Linked DNA regions of Mus musculus: all the other regions are linked to region 5. The links are chromatin contacts, called in public promoter capture Hi-C maps. All regions are on one chromosome and are shown on one strand. The core of a region is the stretch at or near the end of the contact, and the rest is flanking DNA. Distances in the headings are between cores, read along the strand shown. Region 1 holds the start of Nit2 (nitrilase family, member 2). Region 2 holds the start of Cmss1 (cms small ribosomal subunit 1). Region 3 holds the start of Tbc1d23 (TBC1 domain family, member 23). Region 4 holds the start of Tomm70a (translocase of outer mitochondrial membrane 70A). Region 5 holds the start of Arl6 (ADP-ribosylation factor-like 6). Region 6 holds the start of Tfg (Trk-fused gene).

Region 1 (2,722 bases), core at 197-2,696, 2.5 Mb before region 5:
GGGAGGTGATCTTGTTCAAAACTTGTAACCACGTTTGACATCTTATGATAAAGGTCGCTACTAGTCTTTGTGAAAGATGAGACAAATACGAAACAATATTAGGGTTCCAAAAGGCATTGCTGGAGGTGGGACATAAGAGGACCACTGCCAGCACGCAGTACTGTGGTGGATCCACAGCTCCTGAAGAATGGGCAGGCTGCCCTGATACTTACAGGCAGAGAAACTATGTTGGCACCTTGCTTTGCTGCCTCCCGCACTAGGCTACAAGCCCGGGTAAGGTTATCTGATTTAATGGAAGAAACTTGAAGCTGTATGAGGGCCAGGCGGAAAGCTGGGGAAAAAAGAAAAAAAAAAAAAAAAAAAAAAGTCATCAGATCTGCCCACTAAGTTCACCCAGGGCCAGGATTCTCAAACAGGATATCAGGCAGTATTTGAACATGGTTTTTGATTGACCCAACTACTGGCAATCTAAAGGGGTATATCGACAACACTGACAAAACCTGGCTTCTGAAGAAGGCCGAAGCTCTCCTTAAAAGTATAAAAACTATGATCGCTCATTCCTTGGCTTATCCTAAATATGATGAGAGAGAAAAAAAAAAAAAAGGCATTTAGCCCCTAACACCTCTTAATTGAACAGTGCCAGAATCTGTATAAAAACAAATGAAACCAAAACCTGGCATTATTTTCAGGTTAACAGACCTTGAGCTGTCACCAGAGTATCACAGAAACTCACTAATATCTCCCCTAACCCTAGGAAGTTAGACTGCCTCTGCTCCTGAGGCAGGAAAGGATAATAAAACTATAGTTTTGTTTCTAGCTTCTTCCAAAAGCCACCCAATATGGACAAGGTCCCGACCCAGGTTAGGGGCCGGTGCAAAAGCGCCCTCTGCAGGCTTACGCAGGAAAACCCCTCCACTGGGGTCCTCCGTGTGCAAGACTTGTTGCTTCCCCTTCTCCGGAAAGCGATTAATGATTTTGAAGATGAACAAGTCGGGGCGGAGGGCACGAAAACACCTCGAGTGACGGGCCTATTACGGGAACAACATTTACATGAATATGCCAGGACAGTGCAACTATAAACTTTTACAGACGAGGAACTGCGGAGTGAGGTGTGATTATCCACCGCTTTGTGAGGCGAGGAAGTCAGAGCCACGAGTTGGACACCACCACCCAACCCGCAAGCTGACCAGCTCCGACAGCACAGGACGCCCCGCGCGGAGGCCTGTGCTCGCACGGCCAGCCGCCCCTGGGCTTCGCCGCGCCGCGGACACCGGTGACAAGAGCCACCGGCATGGCTGACCGGGGGACGCAAGGACCCAGCCGGCTCATCTGCACCGCCGCACGGAGGACCCCGCTCCCGCTGGGAGCTGGACAACCAGACCACGAGCCACTTACTAGACATGGCTCTTCCACGGTGCACCGCAGGCCACAGGGACTCCTGCCAGTCAATCTCCTCCGCAGCGTGCAGAAGGCGGGGCCGAGCCGCGCGCGCAGAAGGGGCGTGGTCAAGGGCTGGGTCGAGGGGCGGAGCCTCGATGAGCTTTGAGGATTTTACTGTTTTGTTTTGTGCTGTGCTGTAATGTAGGTGAGTAAGCCTCCGACTTTGTGCACATTCAGTACCAGTCTACATTCTTGCCTGGGCACCGTACTAAAAATGGCTCACCCTTTGCGGTTGCATACACCAAGAAGTGATAATTACAAATTCTTTATATAGGGCCTTCAAAAGCAAAGTCAAAAAAGAGAAGCCTACGTTATGGTAGTGTGCCATAAATGGTCTGGGGTAGAAAGGTCCTACTTGTGGCACAAAGGACATAAATTTCAGGTTAGATCATGGCAGTGGCCAGGGTAACGATGCTCCATGCTGACTGGCTTGAGGAAGTGCACCTGGTTGTTTTAGGCTAGCAGGACTTCAGAACCTTGCTCCTAACTGGGCTGGGGAAAGAGATAGAGTTGGTGCTAAGCAGTATTCTACGATTTGACCTTTGTATTTATTATTTAATTTTTATTCATTATCATTTATGTAAATATTTATTTTTGTTTTGAGCTTTTCCGGTTTTCAGACAGGGTCTCTTGTAGCCTAGGCTGCACTTTAACTTGCTATGTAGCTAAGGCTCACCTTGACGTCTAATCCTCCTGCTCCCACTCCTGAGTGCAGGGATTGAGTCCTGTAGCAACACACCCAGCTAGTGACATTGCTTTCTAAGCTTTGCAGTGCTTGCAAGTTAAAGTCTATACCTTGTCACATTTGCAGAGCACGGAGCCAAGGGGATTAGAGAGCTTGACAAGAGGAAAGAAAGCCTGCAGATCAGATCCCCAAAAGAAATTTTAGTCAGCTGTCTTCAGTGGGGCTGAGCTTTTCACAAACTTTGGGAGAGACAGAGAGAGCCAAACAGAGAGACAGAGAGAGGGAGAGAGAGAGAACCATAAACAGCAGTTTGAAAAGGACAAAGCAGGGCTGGAGAGATGGCTCCGTGGTTAAGAGCACTTGGTGCTCTTGCAAAGGACCTGGGTTTGGATCTAAGCACCTACATCGTCCTGAGGGGATCACAGAATTGTTTCTTCCAAGAACCTGAGAACACTGGGGAAGCGGGGTGAACAAAGAATGTATGCGCTGGAGGAAGGTGTGGGGATGGGTTGCAGTATGGCCTTATGTCTTCCAGGGTTAACATATTTACCCCATCTTCATCTTGCATTAGAAACTGCAGTGGCCTGGTAGCCATGG
Region 2 (2,942 bases), core at 333-2,832, 2.0 Mb before region 5:
GAGCTCAACAAATGAAAACTGGCATTACTGTCATATCCACTGTCTCCTGGCATTTCTGAACACTCCGGTTTTCTTGTTACATGTATGGTGAGAGGGGGCATCTAAGACTCAGAAGAAGCTACTGAGTCATTTGAGAAACACTCCTCAAACGATGGGGAGACTGAGAGTTACAGATTACCTGACTTTTAGCTTCCTACTTCTGTCATCCCTAGTCTAGTCTCAACCCTGGGATCCAGACTGCCACTCGCCACTGGACTGACACTCTACTCTTCTGTTCCCCTTAAATCACAAAACCCATGCTGTAACTTTCAGTTTCACACTGAGAAATGGTCTAAACGTGTTAACTCTGTTTGCTATCATGTGAGATGGTACTGAGATCAAAATAAATGGAAATATGACATTGACCCTACCATCTAAAACTAGAGACAGGTGGACCTTGGATCCTTGGAGGGTGACTTGAGACAGTAACAATAGAAGTAGCTATCGCATGGTTAAGTCTTATGGGGCATGAAATGTTCAAGGCCACTGGAGTGGGGGGGTTACTTAATGCTACTTTACTTGAAAATAAAATGCCTACTGCACACAGAATGGGTACACATAGTACACCATAATAGAAACTGTTGGAGCCGAGCAGTGGTGGTTCACACCTTTAATCTCGGCACTTGGGAGACAGAAGCAGGCGGATTTCTGAGTTCGAGGCCAGCCTGGTCTACAGAATGAGTTCCAGGACAGCCAGGGCTACACAGAGAAACCCTGTCTAAAAAAAAAAAAAAAAGAAAGAAAGAAAAGAAAAGAAAAGAAAAGAAAAGAAAAGAAAAGAAAAGAAAAGAATTTGCTGTAAAGCAGAAGAGTTAAGCCCCTTGCTGGCTCGAACTACACATGATAAAGAACACGCTACTTTAATATTTTGTACATATACTACACGCCAAAAATTGTGTTGTGCTATACAACTTTAAATTACCTTCACTACATCTTCACAATTTTTTGGAGAGAATTACTCCTTTCACACGTGAGGAAAAAGGAGAATGTGTCGGAGTATCAGAGTCTGTGATTTGAATTCCCAATCTGAACCTAGTTCAGGGATTACTGGTAACCACTATGACAAACTGTACAGAAACGGTCTATCTAGTCTCAAGAAAATAGTAAAAAGTCTAGAAAACCAGAGCGCAGGAAGTAGCCCTCTCAGACTGGCAGGCGGCGACGGGGTCCCTCTCGTTCCACGTGTGACACGGTGTTGTCCCTCCCCAGTTCCCGCGCCGTCCCATGTTCCCACGGCTCCGCGCTCCACCTCCGGGCAGACCGCCACGACTGCCACACGCGGGTAAGGCAGCTGAGGCGAGGACCAGGGCAGGAGGAACGAGGGAGGCGGGCGAGAGCTTACCTGGGCTGCTGGCGGCTGCCGGCTGGTTCTCCCACCACTCGTCTCCCAGATCGTCTGCCATCCCCGTGAGACCCGGACGCGAACTGACAACCAGATGAAAGCAAGGCGGCCGCTCGCGCTCCTGGGCTCAGCTTCACTGGCGGCGTTAGCAACGCTACACGCGGAAAAACCAAGGAACTCCGTCGCCCGCGCCACTGGAGATGACGTCACAGACGCCACGCCCCCCCAGCTGCGGCAGCCAGGGGTGTCGCCGTTTCCACACAGGCTCAGACGTTCAAGATCGGCCTAGAAACTCCAAATAAATGCTCTGTTGAGCCTAGAAATACAAGAAAAGAGTTACCATCGGTTTGGGTTATTTTTTTTTAATATTTAAGTATTTTGTTTTGGTTTATGGCCGAAAAGCCGATGTCGAAAGTGCAAGAACGGATGCTAAGACGATTTTTCTCTGTTGGATTTCAAAGAGCTTGCACCGCGGGAGGAGACCCGAGCACGTGGATGTGTTTTCACTTGGTTGTCAGGGTTCTGGCGTTCCAGCGCCTGTGCAGTTTGTCCTTAGAAACGCACCTGAGAGTTGCTGACGATGAATGTCGGAACTTGGTTGTACATGTGAACGTTGCTGCTCTTTTTCTACAACTTAAGAGGGACGAATATCCTGAAGACCTGAAACATACCACTTCTCTATTTAAAATACTTAATCAGGTTTTGATATTCTCTTTAGAGGACTTGGATTGTGATCTGTCCCATTCAGTACCATGGCCCTTGGAACATGAATAGAACTTGGGGCCTGGTGTGGTGGCGCACGCCTTTAATCCCAGCAATCTGGGAAGCAGAGGCAAGCAGATTCCTTGAGTTGAAGGCCAGCCTGGTCTACAGGGGAGTTCCAGGACACCCAAGACTCTGCAGAGACATCCTGTGGAGGAGGAGGAGAATTGTTTTATTCAACAGTACATTTGTTTCTGTCATCTCCATTAGCCATCTGCCTGACAACAGGTATTAAGAGGTCAGGAAGGCCACAGGCCAAATGCAGCGATTGAGTTGTTTGTACCGGTGCTCATAAGTTACTTTTATAGTAGAACGCTTTGGACAACATAAACTAACCAGAAAGAAAGAGTGGCTTTAATATGGTGCGTCTATACATTCATACTTCGTGTATTTGCTAATTCACCCTTTATAGAAAAAAATACAAGCTCTATTGAATAAACAATATAAATTGTATCTTCCCTTTAACTGTTTTGTTACCAGTAAATAGATATCTGGGTTTATAAGTTAGCCTACCCTAACCCCACCTCCAACTCCAACACCCATATCTGGTACTGTAGAATCCAAAATAAGTTCAAGACCACCCAGCCTCTTCCCCTCTGAAGGGACTTTCAGAAACATAGCAGTCAAAATGACTGAGTCTACAGCTGCCAAAACAAAATGAGCTGTTCTTAGAAAAATAACCATAACAAGATAGCAATTTCCAGAGAAATCCCCCTACCCTGCCCCACACTGAATTCTGAGAAAGACTACAAACCACCCTGACCTTTCTAAAATTCCCTGTGACATTAAGAGCTGTGAT
Region 3 (2,700 bases), core at 162-2,661, 2.4 Mb before region 5:
TAATGCATGCTGAAATGGTTTCTGCCTCTTCTGAACTCCCACAACACTTATTTACAATCTCAGAGAACAAAATTAACTTTAGCTTGCTACATGTGTACCTGTCAGTCCCCAGAAGACCAGCTACTCAACTGCTATATCGTGTATTCCTTTCTGTTATTTCTATTGTCCTCAATTAGTAAAGTACAAATTTACCAAAGGCTTGCATTGTGTGTAGGTACACCGTGACAGTGATATATAAACACTGTGAAAAACAACAGCAAAATCCATGAGTCTTACACCTGGTCAATACAGTTAGATCAACTGTAAGATATACACGTGCACACACACACACACACAACTTCAAAAGTAGAAGTGTCCACCAAAAATTAATGACCCTCAGTGGGAAAAATAATGCCTACCAAAAAGGTATTGGCAGGGTTGGGGATGTATCACAGTTGGTAGAATGCTTGTCCTAGCACACAGGAAGCCCTCGGTTCAATCCCCAGCCCAACACAAACCAGGCAGGATGGAGCTTACAAGCCAGCACTCGGGAGGAGAAAGCAAAAGCATTGGAAGTCCACAGTCATCCTCAGCCACTCAGAAAGTTCGAGGCCAGCCTTGGGCTACATGAGTTCCTTTAAAAACCAAATCTTCCCACAGCCCCAGAGACACATGCAAATGCCCGGGAGAAACAGTAACAAAATTCAAAACGCCCTCCAAGTCATGAAATTAAATTGTGAGGAAAGTGGTGGGGAAGAAAAAAAAATAATAATAACAAATGTTAGAAACTGTTGGGAGATAAACAAAATTAATAATAATAATTTTTTTTTTTAAAGACAACCCTGAACTACGTAGAAGGAATCTTGCTGGGTGTATCTCACGACCTCTGCACTGTCAAAGGTCGCGGTGGTTATTTCAAAAGATCTCATTTCAAATGGTCTGAGATCTCCATCCAAGAACTTCCTCCTTAGTGCGCCCATTCCAACTCCCTGGCTAGGGACTCGGCGAACTCAGTGGGGAAGCCACTCTCTTCGCTGGGCCAAGCGGGAGGACCTGACTTAGGCGCAGATCCAGGATGGCCCCTGAGTCCCCGGGATTCTGCCCCAGCCGCAGAAGCCCGCGGGCAGAGGGGACCCTGAAGCAGAGGGGGCGGGGCAGGGGCTCAGAGGAGGACAGGTGCCTTTTGCTCCACGCCCCGCCAGCCAGCACCTCGGGGACAGGCAGGATGGCGAACAGGAAGAGAAGGGGCCAGTGGGAATTAAACCTGGGCTCGCACTCACCAGCTGTCCCCGCCCGACGTTGACAGTGGCAGAAGCTCTTCTCCTTCCGCCATTGCTGTTGACGTCCACGTCACTTTGCCGAAAAGTGGACCTGGCACCGAGACTGTCTCAGAGATTCAGTGTCGTAAAAGGAGTTATGAAGTCTGAGACTTGAGACTCACCAGAGCGAAAGAGGGAGGAGGCGAGGAATTGGAAGGATGCAACGTCACCACGTCTCTAGGGCGAAAGGCGGAGCCCGGAGCTTTGCGAGAGGGAGAAGATTATGGAAGACCACAAATCCCAGGATGCCAAGGGCCCGCGAACGGAGTGGGCGGGGCACAAGGCTTGTGGGCGGGGCCGACCCTGGGGAGTGGGAGGGGTTCTCCGGGATGGGGCGGGGCGCCACGCTGCGGGCAGGCGTGGCTCAGAGGAGACTCTGAAAGTGAAGCATCCTGGCTTGGCGTCTTAATGTTTGGGTCTCTGGCTGTCCGGTGTGAGCCAGAATTGAGAATCCCAGCTAGTGGAGAGAGGAGGGCAAGTATGAATTCACACAGAGAAGGTAGGCTGAATAGAAAAAAAGGAAAGGACATACCACATCATTTGTAAAGACCATTCAAAAAAATAAAAAGGCCAGGGACTTAGTAAACCATACAGCACTTGCCCAGCATCCTCAATGATTCAATCACCAGAGCTACAAGAAAAATAAAAATACACGAAGGACTCTGTCAAGCTATCCAGTTAAGAAAATTATACTCTAGTCTTCTATCTTAAATATGTCTTCTAACAGCCAGGAGAATCAACTGTAGTTCTGAAACTGAAATTCCAGTTTAAAAAATCAGTTTAAGAAAGCTGCCGAGGGGGGCTGGTGAGATGGCTCAGTGGGTTAGAGCACCCGACTGCTCTTCCGAAGGTCCAGAGTTCAAATCCCAGCAACCACATGGTGGCTCACAACCATCCGTAACAAGATCTGACTCCTTCTTCTGGAGTGTCTGAAGACAGCTACAGTGTACTTACATATAATAAATAAATAAATCTTAAAAAAAAAAAAAAAAAAAAGAAAGCTGCCGAGATCCTTCCCTTCCTAGCCAAAGTCCCATTTGTCCCTCTAAATGGGCCTCCTTGTTCCGCACCCAGGTTTCATCCACAGTACCAGTATTACCAAAACACTAGCCCCTGGGCTATCTTTGCCTAGTACAGATTCAGGGAGGAGCTGAACAAATATTTTTAAGCCCAGGAACAACGATGCAGTTAACTACATGAAATTTATGGATAAATCTGAAAATGCCATTGTTAGATGAACCAAACAGATTACAAACAAAAGGCATCGTTTATGTTTGATATCAATATATTAGCAATAGATGCATGCACACTGAGAAATGCAGGGGTAATGTGTAGAAAAACTGAAAACAATTAAGTTTTAGATGGGGCAGGAATGACCAGAAATAGCTTTAATTAAGTAAAG
Region 4 (2,700 bases), core at 199-2,698, 2.5 Mb before region 5:
ACAGTGCCTACAGCAATCTCTATTTGATCAACTAAGTTACACTACCATTTTCAGTTTGTTGCTAGTGCAAACATTTCACTGGTGAGAACCAACATGACGCAAGAGAAAAGGCCCTGAAGTTTCAAACTGGAACATTCTATTTTAATCACTCCACGTTGACACAACTTGGCCTTTGCATCTTCATGTAATGCTATTATGGTGAGCATCCTGTGGTACTTAAAAGCCAAATGACCATCTATGGGTGTTTGGTTTTTGTTTTTTTGGTTTGTTTGTTTGTTTGTTTGTTTGTTTGTTTGACAAAAGGATGTTCAAACCTGAAATGAAGAGCCATAGCCTGGAACATTTAATTATCCATGCTTTGCCTTTTTTTCTTGAAAATTGTGTGAATTCCAAACACCTTGCAAAGTAGACTTCATGCTTTGAGACCAGATCCAGAGTTCATGAAGGCTTAAGAAAAGTACTTCAGGGCTGACGAGATGGCTCAGCAGTTAAGAGCACTGACTGTTCTTCCAGAGGTCCTGAGTTCAATTCCCAGCAACCACATGGTTGGCTCACAACCATCTGTAATGGGATCCGATGCCCTCTTCTGATGTGCTTGAAAAACAGCTACAGTGTAGTCATATAAATGAAATAAATTTTTTTTAAAAATTTAAGTTATTTCAAATAAGTGAGCAAACTCAAAGTGTTGTGACAGACACTTGTGCTCCAGGGAAGGTTGTATGGGCTAGATGTCAGGTGGAATCCATTTTAAGATACACACGTAAAGATGCCTGCGGTGATCCGGGGTCCTCGAGGAAAGCCAATAGGAAAGCCTTCTAACAGACATCCTTGCCCTTTGTAACTATTAAAGGTGCAGCACACAGGCTGCAAGTCACTTCCATGAGTCAACCTACCTTCCCCAGTTTCCATCTAGTCTTTGCCCTCTGTCATTGTCCCAGGAACTACAAATTTGTCCAAACTACAATCTGGCTATTGCAGAAATATACAAAGCTGGTTTACACAGCACGATGGTCTCACCCTTTTTCCCCCCTCCCACAGTTTCAGTCTTTAACAGGCACCAACGTAGCCACACCCCCCTCCCCGATCCTACCAATCAACTGGGAGGCCCACCATCCCTGCTGGCCAATTCCCTTCACAGTGCTTCTGCAAGTCCCGCCCACTCACAGAGCTACAGGGAGCTGTCCCTCTACACTTGCTGCACACGGCCCCCCACGCCCCTCCTCGCCGCACTGGCGACAGTGCCACGGGTCCTTCTGTCCTGGAGAAGAGGTCTGCAGTCACGCAAGGCCTGAGACCTCCCGAGCGATTCTAGGCAACCGCCTGCAAGAGGAAAGGGAAAAGCCACCCAGAGCGCCAGGCCTTCTGACCCCGGAAGTGGTTCTCCCCTGTACAGTAGATAGGGGCGGGCCCAGCCGCCGGTCTAGCCCGGCATGCCCCGGGCTTCCGGTGACCTCTGGCCCTTTTCTGTCGTCCGCTCCTGCTGCTTAGCGTGCTCGCTCGCGCGTTGCTTTCCCTCCACGCTCCCGGCTTCCTCCCCACGCTGCCCGGTGACCGTGGCGCCCGCGACCGGCGCGGCGGCGGCGGAGGACAGTCGTCATGGCCGCCTCTAAGCCCATAGAGGCGGCGATGGCGGCGGCTGCTGCGCCCGGTTCTGGAAATGGAGTGGGCGGTGGCGGTGGGACTGCGGGCCCCGGCTCGGGCGCGGGGACCCTGCCGCGATGGCACGTGGCGCTGGCCATCGGGGCGCCCCTGTTGCTGGGTGCTGGGGCTATGTACCTGTGGAGCCGAAGGCGGAGGCGCCGGGAAGCGGGAGGCCGGGGCGACGCCAGCGGCCTGAAGCGCAACAGTGAACGGAAGACCCCCGAGGGCAGGGCCAGTCCGGCCCTGGGCAGTGGCCACCACGACGGTTCTGGGGACTCCCTGGAAATGGTGAGAAGCCGCCCGGGCCGTAGAGGTGAAAACGAGCGGATGCAGCTTTTCCTTGACCCGTTGTGCGGGTGAGGGGCCCTCCCACCGGTCGGAAACTGCCGAGTGACTTTAGAGTCGTTTCTGGTTGCCTTTATAGGGAATGGAATAGCAGCTCCAGGCTGGCTAGCGTAGAGACGTTCTTTGACAATTTCCTTTGGGATCCAACAGAATACTTTGCCTTTCTTCTAAGTGACACAGCATTTATCCCTAGTATGTAGGTATGGGAAACATGCACAAATATAGTAATTCCATTAAGCGAAGAAAGGCAAATTTCACGGAACGATTGGAGTTGTACCGTGAGTTGTTATTGTGTTTCCCAAGACCAGAACTTTGCTAAGAACCTTTTAAAAACAAGCCATTTTTCTTTCGGAGTTTCTCTCTCGCTCTGATTGTGTGTGTGTGTGTGTGTGTGTGTGTGTGTGTGTGTGTGTTTGGGGAGGGAGATTAGCAACTATTACAAAGTTCAAAAAAATCATTAGGTAGCTTTGTATATAGGAAATAGTTCAGTTTTTAAGGAACTGTGCCTCCCACCCCCACCCCCGCTGCACATCTTAAAATGTTCTATTTCACCTGGACATATATATACATGTGTCCAAGCCTGATAAAGAGTCTCTGGTGTTATAACAAGCATTGGAGTGATAAACTGCTCTATCGGATCTGGTGGTCAGACTATTAAATCTTTTTGACAAGTTTGACGGCTGTGTGGAGAATTGGCATGGACTGAGATTGAGT
Region 5 (2,882 bases), core at 26-2,525:
AAAAGAAAACCCAGCATATTCGCTAGATTAGGAACAAAATATACCTTCAGCTTAAAAAGTCTTACTGTATGTATTGTATAACGCTGGCAAAATTGATAGCTAAAGTAAACTTGGCTAAAATGAAACAACTCCTGTTCTTGAATCAAGAACACTTAGGTGTCTGAGCTGCTTTCTGAGAAGAATCAGCTTTCCAAAGGATTAGGTGGTTACCAGAAAAGCACTGAAGATTTAACATGTTATCCACATGTTAAGACCTTAGCGTTAAGCTGCAGAGAAAGATGAGATGAGACAGAGAAAAACGCCAGAAATGCTACTTTAAACATGATAGTAGTGTGGGCTGTTGAACATTCTTACTACCCCAATAAAACAATCTTATTAAGTTAGAAAATTTGATGATGAAATTTCAACCAAATTATTCATACATCATATAAAAAGGTCCGTCTTGGGCAGCGTTAAAGTCAACCAAACAAGCAAACAGCATTGGCCCAAAGCAGTTCAATACATTTTCGAAGCTCCTTGGTATACATCACATAAACTCAATTTTTTCCCCATCTCTCACAGATGAGAGATGATCTAACTCACTTAGATTCAAAAATACGGGTAATAGTTTAGAGTAATTCTAAATCGGACAGGGAGCGGGTATTCTCTGTCTACCAGGGTGGAAATGGCTGCGAACAGGTAGCGGGAACTTTTTGAACTAGTGGATCCTGCCGCCGGTTCCACAGCGCTACAGACACCGTGGAAAGGTCGTGTTCATGTTATCAAGGGTGAAGCTGATGGCGTGAAAAATCATACCCAACAGAGCTGAAAGAGAACACACAGATGATGGTGAAGAGAGAGAAAAAGCGGGGTGCGGATGGAGGTACCTGATCTTTGACGCCAATCCAAAGGCCAAGGGGCTGACAAGGACAGGAAAGGACGCACTCTTGTACCCGTTTCCGCGGTGGGATCTTCCCCGGAGCCTCAGCCTTCCTCTCTATGCCTCCGTAGGAAGGTTCCCTTGTCCCAAGCACAGCCCCTTCTACAAGTTGGGAGAAACAGCCGGTTCACCCAGGATGCGAGCATCAGTGGCTGAGCAGGCGCCCCGGCGCGCGGCGTTCCCTTGGCAACGGGAGCTTCTTCCGGTCCCAAAGCCACGCCCACCCGGGCGTCGTAGGTGTCCGCCCACAGGTTCTCCTTTCTGCGGCTGGAGAGCTCTGGGTAAAAAAATTAATGGCCTGATTCCCGCAGAGGAACTCTGTTAGCGAGAGTGTGAGCACGGAAGACACGGGGAGCCGCCACTGCATTGGGAGCCGAGTGGTAGCTCCCGTGCTGCTGGGACGCAAGGGAGCTGGAGGCGCGCGCACAGCCTGCCGGGAGGCGTGCGGGGCGGCCTTAGCTGCGCGCGCATCGCTGGTTGCTGGCCTCCGGGGTTCTGGTTAGCGCTTTTGGCCGGACTGCCATATCTGTGGGTGGCAATGTTTTGGCTTGACCGCCCTCGTCGTGGGCGGCGTGAGGCAGGGAAAGGATCTACTTAGATATGCTACTCCCATTACACAGAGCCTTTCCTAGGCTCAGCTAGGCCTGAGAGCGAGCGAGCGAGCTCTGCAGAATACAGTTGTAAGTACAGGCAGGAGAGGGAAACTGGTCAAAACCAGTCAGTATTTAAAAACAGAAACATTATTTGGCAAAGGAAGTGTGACCCTGTCCCTAGTTCTTAGCTGTCTGTTGTCCCGGATATTAACTAACACCAGACATGAGTTTGTGGATCAGAGAGTTTGATAGTTACCGTTCTTAAAATCACTTGGAGTTTATAGCAATAGAAATAATTTGTGCTAATTGAAAGTTTTTTAGATAGACACTTTCCCGCCCATTTGCATTGTTCCCAACAGACAGGCTACAGATGCAACAATTAAAGATCTACATTTTATTTTATTTATTTTTACTTTTTTTTTTTTTTTTTGACTTCAAACTAGCCATTTCCCCCATCCTACTCCTCAATGAATGACTGCATGACAAACTTGTATTTGAAAAGTTTCATCTCTTCATATCACTTGTTAGCATAAATGTGGGATGTTACTTTACTGGTTTTACCAGTTAGTATGTTCAACTACCATACTTGTTTTTCTGCCCGTTAAGGAAGCTGGCCGATTATTTGGACTTGGAGTAGGGTGAAGAAACTGAAAGGAATTCCATCAAAGAGATAGTGGTTAAGACACTGGTATATGCACTGCGGTAGAGTGCTTTTCTGGTGCCTTTCCAAATTCCTTAGTACTCCTAATGTGGAGTAAGGTCTAGTTCTGGTCTCCTGACTCTTGTAAGGCAAAAACCAGACTGAGTGAACAAAACTTCTATAGTTTGTACATCCAAAGGTAGTAACATAAATGCCCTTGTTAAAACAGAAAATGGAAATATACTATACTCTGTGGTCTAGTAAAATTACCCTTTGTGTATATTTCATCTTTGTCTTCAAAAATGTATCTAATCTAGTGGTTTTGAGGACAAAGGAAAGAAAAAAGTATGCATGTCTGACCAATAGATAGCACGTGTTCAATAGATAAGCTTCCTTCGTTGTGAATTTTTTATTACTCAAAGAAAATCAGCTCAGTTCCTGATGTGGTTGTCCTTTAACTTCTGGCCCCAAATGCAGGGGTTCCTAATTTACCAGGAACTATTAAACCGCTTCTCTTTGGCTCACTTTGACAAAACTTGGATGCTTATTTGCTTATATAATATTTTCTCTCTAGACATAGAATAGAGCTTATGTCTCTGATTTTCCCCCTTTAGGCAGATATTATCAGATTTTTTTTTTTCCTACAAAGCATTAGGAGGAAACTAAATATATAAGAACAGACCGAGCAACCATTTTTATAGTAAATTTAGATGACATTTAAAAATTATTT
Region 6 (2,984 bases), core at 108-2,607, 2.9 Mb before region 5:
CTGAGAAGAGGCCCTCTTTCAGAAGCTTCTAAAACGCCCACCCTCTAAACAAGTTTCTTTTTCCCTTCTTTCTTTTCTTGTCCCCGCCTCCCCAAGACAGGATTTCTCTGGGTAGCCTTGGCTGTTCTGTAGACCAGGCTGGCCCCGAACTCAGAAATCCACCTGCCTCTGACTCCTGAGTGCACCACCACCAACTGGCTCCTTTTTCTTCTCTATTTTTTCTTTCTCTCTTTTCTTTTCTTTCTTTAAAGAACCTTGATTATTCTAAAACTGTAAGTGGGTCTCAAAATCTGTATGACACGCAGTGTATATGGCAAGAATGTAACCATTTTCACTGGTAGCTATGTGAGCTCAAGTTCTTCTCTGCGGCGTACTTTCTGCACATGCGAAGGGAGCCTAACAAGCTACTTTGGTAGAATCTTTGAGATTACCTATCTACAATTCTCCCTACCGTGCCCAGAGACGGCAACTTAACAAAAGTTGGCAACTGTAATCAGTAAAACTGGGTAGGGCCCCAAGAGGACACTAAGCACGGGAGTGTACGACCGAATGGGGCTCCTTTCTGTGTCCTCAATCTACCGATTAACTCCAGGTCTACGCTCCAACGTCCAAGCCACTCCCGGGGATCAGGCACAAACGCTTTGGGCTTTCTCAAGCCCCCTTTCTATGTCTTCCATGATTCACCCTCCACCTTCCAAGTTGCTCTAGAGGGTGAAGCACCGAGCAAACGCCCCAGGCTTCTTCGATCCCTGGTTCTCGACCTCCGTAAGAGGTACCCCCAGGCTCCCCTCTACTCTCTGGGGCCGGAGGGAACAGGACTTGGGGTATCAGCGGGGCCAAACGCCCTCCAGGTCAGGCCGGGCCGGGCGCCCTCTCCTCCCCCTCCCTCCCTCCCTCCCAGCCGCCCCTCCCCCATGCCGGGCCGCTCGTCCGCCTCACCCGGGCCCTGCGCCCTCCCTCCCAGCCCCTTCCCACGGTCCCCAGCCCCACCCTCCCACCCGGCGCTGGGAGGTTCCAGAAGCCCTGCGGCCCTCCCGGTTCCCCCGACCTCCTCCTTGAGTCGCCACGCGCGCCTCACTCCGGCGGACATACCCCGCTTGCCGAGGCCGTCCACCTCAGCTGACCCGGCCGCTGCGGGCTCACTCGGTGTCGCAGAGGAGGCTTCCAAACCCCGTCCGCTCCGCCGCCGTCCGCCGAGCCTCGCCGAGCTGCAGGCTGCGCAGAGCTGGCCAATCGCACGCACCCGACGAGCCTAGCGACAGCCACGGTCCCGTACGTGGCAGGTGGGAAGCGCAGGGGCGGGAGCGAAGGGGAGAAAAAAAAAAACTGCCCTGGCGCCCCGCCTCCAGGCGCACAAGCCAGTCAGGACGCATGCGCAGTGGGTGAGGGGCGGGGCGGGCGAAGACCCCGCTGCGTCGGGTGAGCGGCCCGGCTTCCTCACTGGATGACCGAGTGTAGGAAGTGCGAGCCGAGGCGGACACGCATGCGCAGGGAATTACCAGCACTTCCGGTTTTCCGGGCAGCCAGTCTTTCCTAAGTCTGGCTGCTGGGTGGGCGGGGCGTAGTCTGCAGGGCTGGGTTTGCTACGAGAGCCTGGGGGAAGTGGGGCATCTGTCCAGAAAGGTTTGGGTCTTGTTGCTTTGTGGCTGTCGTGACTACGCGCTAGTCTGTCACATCTCGGAAAAAACGAACCCCTTTTCCGCCTTCTTTCTACACGTTCATTCATTCATTCATTCAGGATTGAGTGCCTACGCTTTGCCGAAAGAGTGCTAGGATGAGTCAGTTCCCCAGCTAAGCTCTACCCAAACATTTAGGAAGATCCGAGTTTAGAGGGCACACCCACCGGTGCAAAAGACAAACTTGGATAGTAAAAACCGAGGCTTCAAGAAGGCTTTTATAGGATAGAGATTTGACCATACCCTACACTCGCCTAAATTCAGTTTTCTTTTTGCTTTGGATGTGTTTAAATGGATGGAACTTGAGAATTATCATCCTGAGTGAGGTGACTCAGTCACAAAGGAGCAAACACGGCTTGGACTCACCCTTGAAAAGACTGCTTACACATTGGTCCCTGACTAGTGTCTGAGCAACTAGAATTCAACAATGCTTCCACTGTTCTTTATTAAGAGCCATCCCTTGTGTCTAAAGTGTTTGAATAAATGTATTTTACGCTGAACACATTTCAATCTGCTTGCAATCTGGGTGCCAGGAATCTTAGTACACAGCAACCAGTGGGTCCCGTAATCTCCTTTAACAAGAAGAAGAAGAAAAATAAATAAATAAAGCAAAGTGGAGTGGTATAATCTAACACTACAATCTAAGTCTTACAAGTAACTTCTGGCAGACTATTCACATGGTTTAGGGACTTGTTGCTGGAAGAAATTAAGTGTGTCCAGGAAGAAAGCTTAGATGTGTGCTCTGGTCTCATACAGACTTCTTTCTTTATAATTTGTTCTTTTGCTATGTTCCTTTATGTTCTTTTCTATAATACCGTATGTCCTAGACATGGATACAGTTCCCTATAGTATCTGTGCAAAAACCATACAATGCCTATAGATGTAATTTGAGCATACTTTTTATTAAAAAAATCTACATCTAGAAACACAGAGATCTCATTACCAGAATAATCTGGAAAGAAGAGGTTGTAGATTTTGTAGCAGTGCTCAGAAAGGACTTTAGTACTGTTGCTTGTCTGCTTTCAGGACAATATATTCATTCACTACTTAACTGGGGTACTATTTTGTTAATAATTTCAGCTTACCTTCATAGTCACAAATTTTAGTGGTGGCCTGAAATTCAGAGTTTTCCTTGTCTTGCTTATTCCTTTATAATGTCTTGTGATCTTATCTCAAATCACATGACTTGTAACTGTCATCTAAACTCCCAGTCTAGAACACATCCCTTCTCTATTGCTGTCTAGTGAGTACCGGGTGGTTGGGGGTAGGGGGTTTCATCTTCATTTATTATCACCAAGGTCCAGAAAG

The links. Promoter capture Hi-C pulls out the DNA fragments that hold promoters and counts their contacts. Capture Hi-C pulls out chosen DNA fragments and counts their contacts.
Region 1: a contact with region 5 is called in a promoter capture Hi-C map of liver, with 4 times the contacts expected there. The contact joins the promoter of Nit2 here to the promoter of Arl6 in region 5. A contact is called at or near these places in 4 of 39 promoter capture datasets (hippocampal neurons, liver and pre-B cells), 1 of 115 datasets of contacts at active chromatin or transcription factors (astrocytes) and 1 of 9 other capture datasets (adipose tissue).
Region 2: a contact with region 5 is called in a promoter capture Hi-C map of pre-B cells. The contact joins the promoter of Cmss1 here to the promoter of Arl6 in region 5. A contact is called at or near these places in 4 of 39 promoter capture datasets (embryonic stem cells, frontonasal cranial neural crest, liver and 1 more), 1 of 484 Hi-C or Micro-C datasets (pre-B cells), 1 of 115 datasets of contacts at active chromatin or transcription factors (astrocytes) and 1 of 9 other capture datasets (adipose tissue).
Region 3: a promoter capture Hi-C map of pre-B cells shows a contact between it and region 5, with 5 times the contacts expected there. The contact joins the promoter of Tbc1d23 here to the promoter of Arl6 in region 5. A contact is called at or near these places in 4 of 39 promoter capture datasets (hippocampal neurons, liver and pre-B cells), 1 of 484 Hi-C or Micro-C datasets (CD4 T cells), 1 of 115 datasets of contacts at active chromatin or transcription factors (embryonic stem cells) and 1 of 9 other capture datasets (adipose tissue).
Region 4: a contact with region 5 is called in a promoter capture Hi-C map of adipose tissue, with 5 times the contacts expected there. The contact joins the promoter of Tomm70a here to the promoter of Arl6 in region 5. A contact is called at or near these places in 2 of 39 promoter capture datasets (liver and pre-B cells) and 2 of 9 other capture datasets (adipose tissue and liver).
Region 6: a promoter capture Hi-C map of pre-B cells shows a contact between it and region 5, with 4 times the contacts expected there. The contact joins the promoter of Tfg here to the promoter of Arl6 in region 5. A contact is called at or near these places in 5 of 39 promoter capture datasets (the 3T3-L1 cell line, the HPC-7 cell line, liver and 1 more), 1 of 484 Hi-C or Micro-C datasets (pre-B cells), 1 of 115 datasets of contacts at active chromatin or transcription factors (astrocytes) and 2 of 9 other capture datasets (adipose tissue and liver).

Annotation. Positions count from the first base shown.
Region 1 is chr16:57,165,886-57,168,607 of GRCm38.p6, forward strand. Nit2 (nitrilase family, member 2) reads right to left here and starts at 1,447. Exons shown (of 10, transcript NM_023175.1): 1 at 1,396-1,447; 2 at 213-331. The coding sequence starts at 1,402. Gm16892 (a long non-coding RNA gene) reads left to right here and starts at 1,484. Exons shown (of 2, transcript XR_003951893.1): 1 at 1,484-1,585.
Region 2 is chr16:57,605,285-57,608,226 of GRCm38.p6, forward strand. Cmss1 (cms small ribosomal subunit 1) reads right to left here and starts at 1,583. Exons shown (of 10, transcript NM_025599.3): 1 at 1,382-1,583. The coding sequence starts at 1,442.
Region 3 is chr16:57,230,055-57,232,754 of GRCm38.p6, forward strand. Tbc1d23 (TBC1 domain family, member 23) reads right to left here and starts at 1,412. Exons shown (of 19, transcript NM_001358433.1): 1 at 1,260-1,412. The coding sequence starts at 1,312.
Region 4 is chr16:57,120,266-57,122,965 of GRCm38.p6, forward strand. It overlaps Tomm70a (translocase of outer mitochondrial membrane 70A), which reads left to right and starts at 1,449. Exons shown (of 12, transcript NM_138599.5): 1 at 1,449-1,929. The coding sequence starts at 1,597.
Region 5 is chr16:59,638,064-59,640,945 of GRCm38.p6, forward strand. It overlaps Arl6 (ADP-ribosylation factor-like 6), which reads right to left and starts at 1,276. Exons shown (of 8, transcript NM_019665.3): 1 at 867-1,276. All of the region lies in intron 1 of 4930547E14Rik (RIKEN cDNA 4930547E14 gene), which reads left to right.
Region 6 is chr16:56,716,093-56,719,076 of GRCm38.p6, forward strand. It overlaps Tfg (Trk-fused gene), which reads right to left and starts at 1,358. Exons shown (of 8, transcript NM_019678.3): 1 at 1,093-1,358.